2 separate regions of the Sus scrofa genome follow, and region 1 is linked to region 2. The links are chromatin contacts, called in public HiChIP or PLAC-seq maps. All regions are on one chromosome and are shown on one strand. The core of a region is the stretch at or near the end of the contact, and the rest is flanking DNA. Distances in the headings are between cores, read along the strand shown.

Evidence for each region. HiChIP or PLAC-seq counts read pairs in DNA pulled down with a chosen protein or histone mark.
Region 1: a contact with region 2 is called in an H3K27ac HiChIP or PLAC-seq map of skeletal muscle. The contact joins two enhancer-like sites. A contact is called at or near these places in 1 of 5 promoter capture datasets (liver), 26 of 47 Hi-C or Micro-C datasets (adipose tissue, alveolar macrophages, brain and 14 more) and 1 of 2 datasets of contacts at active chromatin or transcription factors (skeletal muscle).

What each region holds. Positions count from the first base shown.
Region 1 is chr9:26,982,058-26,985,780 of Sscrofa11.1, forward strand. No RefSeq gene overlaps it. Among named protein-coding and RNA genes, the nearest start is that of CWC15, 63 kb to the right of the region's middle. Within about 2 kb of position 2,319, at least 7 of the 83 cell types and tissues checked have an H3K27ac peak or open chromatin away from gene starts, as enhancers often do. A contact at or near this core is called in skeletal muscle, where this site is marked.
Region 2 is chr9:26,753,610-26,756,958 of Sscrofa11.1, forward strand. No RefSeq gene overlaps it. Among named protein-coding and RNA genes, the nearest start is that of PIWIL4, 52 kb to the left of the region's middle. Within about 2 kb of position 1,407, at least 2 of the 83 cell types and tissues checked have an H3K27ac peak or open chromatin away from gene starts, as enhancers often do. A contact at or near this core is called in skeletal muscle, where this site is marked.

The sequences.
Region 1 (3,723 bases), core at 1,069-3,568, 230 kb after region 2:
CTTGGCCCTACGCTGTCCCCCAGTTCCTCCAGGGCATCATCACATTTCCATTTGCCTGTCCAAGCCCCCGTTGGTGATTCATGTCACGATGACATTGGGATCCCAAAAACTTGACAGTGCTATGGCCCCAGCTGATGGCTCGGGCCCAACCTGGCCCGCCCTGCCCTGTTTCGATCCAGAAAACCTGCCAGCTCTCCCCGACAGGCTCGTTTTCCATCCCATATCGCAGCCTTCGGCCCAGTGAAGCACACATGTTCCTGGCGTAATCCAGCACCAGGCCAGCCCAGTCTTTGTCCAGTGGTGATGGTGACACGATCCTTTCCCCAATCCCTGGCTCTGGCTTTGTGCAGAGTGTCTATCAGATTTTGACAAACAGTTTGCTTTCGGAGTAGCCTGTCAACAGAAGCCCAGCTCACGATTCACTTAGCAGGTTTCTACTGAAAATGAATCATGGGCCCTACACACTTCAGATCCTGGGGGGCACGGGGAGATAGCTCTGGCAACTCCTGCCCTGAGGGAGGCGGAGGGGAGACTGAGGCGAGCTGACCGACTCCCTCCCGTGTGCCAGCCGTTTTCCACCAGTCACTGCACTGGGTCCTCAGGACAGCAAGTACGGGGGGATTCTTCAGCAAATGACCCAAAGTCCACCCTATCCAAGTAAGTGGTGGCACCTGAGCCCAAGCCAGACCTTCCCACCGTATCATGCAGCCTCCGCATTGAAGTCTGAGATCACAGGTACAGGAATGAATGTGCTCTTTGCTCATCTTTGTTGGGGAAGGTACACCAGGTCCCTGGACCCATCTCTTAAGACCCCACCACCCACGGCAAGCAGAAAACATGTGGCTGATTGCGCCCTGCCCCAAGCTGCTGTCCCCAGTGGGGGGGGGGGGAGGGACGGGGACACAGATGTTCTGCCAACGTGGTAGTCTCACAGTCGGGACACAGGAACAGAGACCAGACTGAATCTTTCCCCCCTTCTGCCTTCTCTAGTAAGCGTCCACAGCCATCAGCAGGGCCCTTCAGCTGTCCTGTCCCAGCCTTTCCAGAAAAGCCACTGAGAGGGGCTCCCCAAAGGAGCCAGGGGAGATCCCTGCCCTTCTGTCTCTCGACGGTCTATGTACTTTCTCGATCTCATTTCTCCTGGGAGGGAGGCAATATCCATTCCCCTTTATTTATTTATTTAGTCTTTTTAGGGCCACACCCACAGCATATGGAGGTTCCTGGGCTAGGGGTTGAATCAGAGCTGCAGATGCCGGCCTACACCACAGCCACAGTAACTCAGGAACTGAGTAGCATCTGTGACCTACACCACAGCTCATGACAACACCAGATCCTTAAGCCACTGAGTGGGGCCAGGGATCAAACCCACATCCTCATGAATACTAATCGGGTTTGTTAATTGCTGAGCCACAATGGGAACTCCCTATTTATTTTTTTTAATTTGTTAAATTAGGGGTTTCCCGCGGTGGTGCAAAAGAATCTGTGGCATCTCTGGAGCTCTGGGACGCAGGTTCAATCCCCAGCCTGGCACAGTGCATTAAGGATCCGGTGTTGCTGCAGCTGTGGCATAGGTTGCAGCTGCAGCTCAGATCTGATCCCTGGCTAGGGAGCGCCATATGCCTAGGGGCAGCCATAAAAAGAAAAAAGAAAAAAAAATCATTGAATTAGCTGTCAGTAGTTTCTGTCTTGCAAAATAAAAATTTCTTTCCCGCTTCTTCCCTCTGTCACATCATCGCTCCCCCTTCCCAGGGAATTCACAAATTCAGTCTCGGGCACATGCCACAGAGGTGCAGACATGCACAACTGATGCCATACTTCAGTAATACACAGATGTCATAAAGGGAAAACGCAGAGCCAGTCACTTCCCCAGTCACCTGTGCCTCTCATATCTGAAGGGGAGTCCATGGCTTTTGGGCTCTGGTGACAAACACCACTGCCTACATGTGTTCCCTGGACAGTAACACTGGGCATTCACGGCTGATAAGTGTGAAATCTTCACCTAGTAACATCCCCACCTTATGCAAAATGCGTTTCTTCAAGAACCTAATTATATCTTTCATCGCTATTTAGTTATATGCTATGAATGCTGCTTAGGGCTGGCTACAGGATTCCTTGTTACCAGCTGGGAAAACGAGAACTGAGAACTGGGGCTTCTTCCCAAGGTCGTGGTGAAATGCCAGCGGAGCCAGATGCAAGCTGGGCACCCCCTCCCCTGCAGCCCTTTGAGTGCTTTTTGGGCAGAGCGAGCCATCTGTGCTGATGCCGGGTGGGCACTGGGTCTTTTCAGAGCCCGGTGCCCTCTCCTGCCTGGGATCAGTAAATGGAGAAGGGAGGGGTGGTGTGCCCCTGTCAGGCAGTCACCTGAGGAGAGCTTCATGTCCAACTCGAATGCTAAAGAGCCAAGAGATTTCACAAGGCCCCATTCCAGATGGAGAGGTTGGGATTTCTCCCAGGGTCAGAGCCAGGAGGGTGGGGCTTAGGAGAGCGAGGTCACAGCAGGCAACGCTTGAGGACGCCTCCTTTGTCAGCCTCTAAACCTATGACCTAAAACCTCTGAGCACGGCTGAGAGAATGACCACGCAGCAGGACAGCAGATGAAAACAGAGCGGGGGGTGGGTGGGGGGCTCTCTTTGCATTTGAGATACAGAATTGGGGAGATAAAGCCCATCACAGTCTGGTGGGGACCACATAGAGCAGGTGGTTCTTCAGGATTCTCAGCATGTGGAGAATGTCCAGAGCCTCACTAATAACTCAGAAACATGCTTAAAGGAACACATGCGTGTTAGCTCAACATACCCTTTCTGTGTTAGATGAAAGATGTGGAGACAAAGAAGAGGCTGCACCTGCCCTCTGTGCCCTGCCCTCCAAGCTCAGAGTCTGGGTGCAAAGACCAGAAGGGACCACAATAGCACAAAAGTAAATGTCAAACTCGTGGGTGGGACAGGTCGCTCTGTTGGTCTAAAGGAGCAGGGAAATAGAAAGGCAGGCGACAGGTGAGTTGCATGTGGATGAGTGAGAAAAGGAGACAGGGCTGGGGTCCGAGGGCAGAAGAGACGGTGGCACAGAGCCAGGGCATGCACAGGACACCTGGGCTCTGGTCTGCAGGGCAGGTGGAAATAAGGCTGGGTGGCCGTGCCCTGAGCTGCTGTGCCAAAGACTCCAGCCTTCGTCCTGTGGCCATCGATGTTGGGAGCTGGCAAAGGAATATTTAATCAGGACTGGAATTGGATGGAAGATATTTTATAGGAAGATAACTAAGGGCTGCACTGAGTCCACAATGTGAGGAAGGGACAATAATGACACTGGGTGTTTCTGTTTTCTGCGGCCAGGTCTCAATTACTCCCACACACAGGGCAGACACCAACCATTTATTTTGGGCAAAACTTTGCAATTTGGGCAGGGCTTGGAGGGGGGGTGGGGGTAGTTCATCTCTGCTTGGCTCAGCTGGGGGCGCTCAAAAGCATGGGGGCTACAGGAGTGGGGAGTCCTGGCACATTTCCCTCTGTGGTGGCTCCCAGGGGCTCTCCAGTGGTGGTAGCTCGGGGTGTCAAAGGCACATGGAGGGAGAGAAGGAGAGCAGGTGAGCCATGTGTTGTTTTGTGCAGAAGACCAGGAAGCGAGTTGCTTCACTTGCCTTGTTGGGGTAGAAGTGGTGGGGGTGTTAATCTGTCTGGCCAGAGGCAAGGGATAAACCAACCAATGAGGTGGGGCTGAGGTGGGGGT
Region 2 (3,349 bases), core at 157-2,656:
GTTCCAAGTTCTTCTTCCAAGAAAGAGATGGTGGGAGGCAGTAGTGGAGGGGGGAGCGGAGAGCCAAAGATTCTCCCTCGAGGGAATGAGGGGAAGCAGACACCAACACAGAGATTGTGTAAGATGTCCCTGGACATCGTCCTCTAACTGGAGAGTTTCATCCGGGTCTGGCAAAAATGCACCCAATGTGGTGCATTCTAGTAAGAGGAACAGGAACCTTTTGTGGGGTGTGCGGGTGGAGCGGGGGTTAATGCATTGCAGGCACAGTGCCAAGCACTTTACATGCACCTTTAATCTTCATGACAATTGTATGAACTTGGCATTATAATGATCATTTTACAGACGCTAAAACTGAAATTAAAGATGCCATGTGGTTCACCAAAGTTTAAAACATAAATAACTAATCTTGGAGCTAGAATTTGTCCTCAGATGGGTTTAACTCCAAAATCTATGATATGAACCACAAGATTCTACTGCCTTAATAAAAGGTATGATAAGCTGGAGTGTAGGTCGCAGACCCAGCTTGGATCTAGGATCTTGTGGGCTGTGGCTGTGGCTAGCAGCTCTAGGTCCAATTTGACCCCTAGCCTGGGAACTTCTATATGCTGCACCTGTGGCCCTAAAAAGCAAAAAAAAAAATGGGGGGTTATTGTAAGATTTAAAAAATTTCTCCCAGAGATCTTAGATGAAGGAGTTCCTTATTTGATTTAAAGTTGGCATCTTATAGCAAGACTTTAGAGGCAAGGCGCTGTACAAGTCCAGAGTGGTTGTGTTTTCGTGTTGATTATATTGTTTTCTTCCTGCCACATATGAGGATGACAGTGCCACCAGCTACGAGCCGGCTGGTATAAACCTACAGGCATCATTATGATTAGGCAATCCAAAAGTCTGTAGAGCTTACTTACTAAATACTACCCACGGTAGTGGCTTTTTACCATTTTAACCCACCAGGGGGCACACAAGGACTATTGTATGAGCTCTTTGGCATTGCCATGTCCGTGTGGTACAACAGAGTTTGGAAGAACGGTCAACTTCACGTCATCTCCAGAGGGCAACATGGATTAGAAACTCTTCATTTGAGCTCTGGTTCCAATTCTTTTTGCTTTAGGAAATGATAATGTCCTCTCTCTGACCCTGTTACCCAATCTGCAATAGGAGAAGGGCTTGGAATAGGCCAGTGGTTCTCAATTTCGGAAACCTGAGAAGTTCCCATATTTAAAAACTTAAAAAAAAAAAAAGAATGAAAGAAAAATACCTGAGCCCATCTCCAGAAATAGAGATTTTATTGATCTGAGATGAAGCCTGATCATGAGGTGATTTTGGTGGGGTGTCAGGGTTGAGGACAACTGGTCTAGGGCAGCCCTGGGTTTGAATCCCAGAACTATCACTTATGAGCTTGAGCAAGTGACTTAACCTCTCTGAGTTCAGTATATCCACCTGTAAAGACACCTAACAAGGTCCGCATTGTAGGGTTGTTGTAAGGATTAGAAATGTTCAGTCTAGAGTACCTGTGTGTAATCAAGAATGCCACATTATTATACTTCATGAGAAGAAAAGGGTCAAATGATGTAATTTAGTCAACAAATACTCATGGGTCCATATAATGTGCCAGGCACTGTGATAAGTTCTAAAACTGGCAGAACACTGTAAATCAACTGTACTTTAATAATTTTTTTAAATTGAAAGTGAAAAGTACAATTTAATCTGAACAATACAACTCAGGCATGTGACAGCACTTCCCAAAAGCAGTTTACTTTTCATGTCTGAGGCTTTGAAGTGTGTCAGGAAGATGTAAGAGTGAACTGTCCCATGGAAAACTGCCAACCTGAAGTCCAAAATTTTTAAAATGTGACGTCTCAAGGTAAATAGTGGTTTTTTTTTTTTTGTCTTTTCTAGGGCTGCTCCCGTGGCATATGGAGGTTCAAAGGCTAGGGGTCTAATGGAAGCTGCAACCTCTGGCCTACACCACAGCCACAGCAACTCCAGATCCAAGCCACATCTGGACCTACACCACAGCTCACGGCAATGCTGGATCCTCAACCCACTGAGCAAAGCCAGGGATTGAACCTGCAACCTCATGGTTCCTAGTTGAATTTGTTAACCACTGAGCCATGACAGGGACTCCTCAAGGTAAATAGCTTTAAATTTGGAAAATAATTGATGGATTAAAAGAGAACCAAATAGAAATTCTAAAAACGAAAAACAGAATCATTGAAATAAAAAAAATTTCAATAGATGTATTGAGCAGGAGGCTAAAAACAGACAGAGGATTAATAAATCAGAAAGCACACTTTAGGAAAGCACTTCAAATGCAGTACAAAGAGACAACATGGAGTGTAAAATGAGACACCTCACCACTCATTTGGTAGAAATTCCTGAAACAGGGAATACAAAGAACGAGGTAGAAGGTGGAGGCATGTCTCAAGAGATGATGCTTTCAAATGGTCCACAACCGAAACATACATTCTTAGGGTGAAATAAATCACAAGGAGAATAGAGTGAAATAAATCACACTAATATAGTGTGATGAAAGTATAAAACATCAAAGAGAAAGGGAAAATCTTCAGATTCTCAGACAGAAGTGTAGACTCATGGACTGCCTGCAAAGAAACAATGGTACCACCTGTAGGCTTTACGTTGTAAGAATACATTAGAAAAAACTGTATAATATTTTCAAAGTTTTGAGAGAAAAGAGAAAATAATGAAGCTAAAATTCTATGTGCAGCTAAGTGATCTTTGAAGAATGAGTGGCAAACTTAAAAATTCAAATATAATGAGAATTTACTGCCCTCAGACCCTTGCTGAAAGAATTACTAAAGAATATACTTCAGCATGGTGGAAAATAAACCCATGGAAAAAAGCAAGGATGAGTAAAAAAATGAGTAAAATATGTTGTAACTCTAAATTAATATTGTCCCTTTAACAAAAACCCATTTTTAAATTCCTGTTAGTAAAAAGTTGGAACTCAACAGGGGCAACAGGAACACAATGAGATGAAAGCATTTAGGAACAAGCTAAAGTGTCCCATGTCCTTACCTTGTTAGGGAGGAGGTTAGAGATAGTAACTTTACATTTGATTAGAAGAAAAAATAGAAAGAGACCCACCTTGAATTAATAGCAAAAATAAAACTGGATAGCAATATTGGTATCAAACAAAACAGAATTTGAGGCTAAAGGTAGGGATATTACACATTTGTAAATGCAGCAAAATTAAAAAGGTCCAAGAAGAGGGAGTTCCCACTGTGGTTCAGTGGAAACGAATCTGACGGTATCCACAAGGATACAAGTTTGATCCCTGGCCTCTCTCAGTGGGTCAAGGATCCCGTGTTGCTGTGAGCTGTGGTATAGG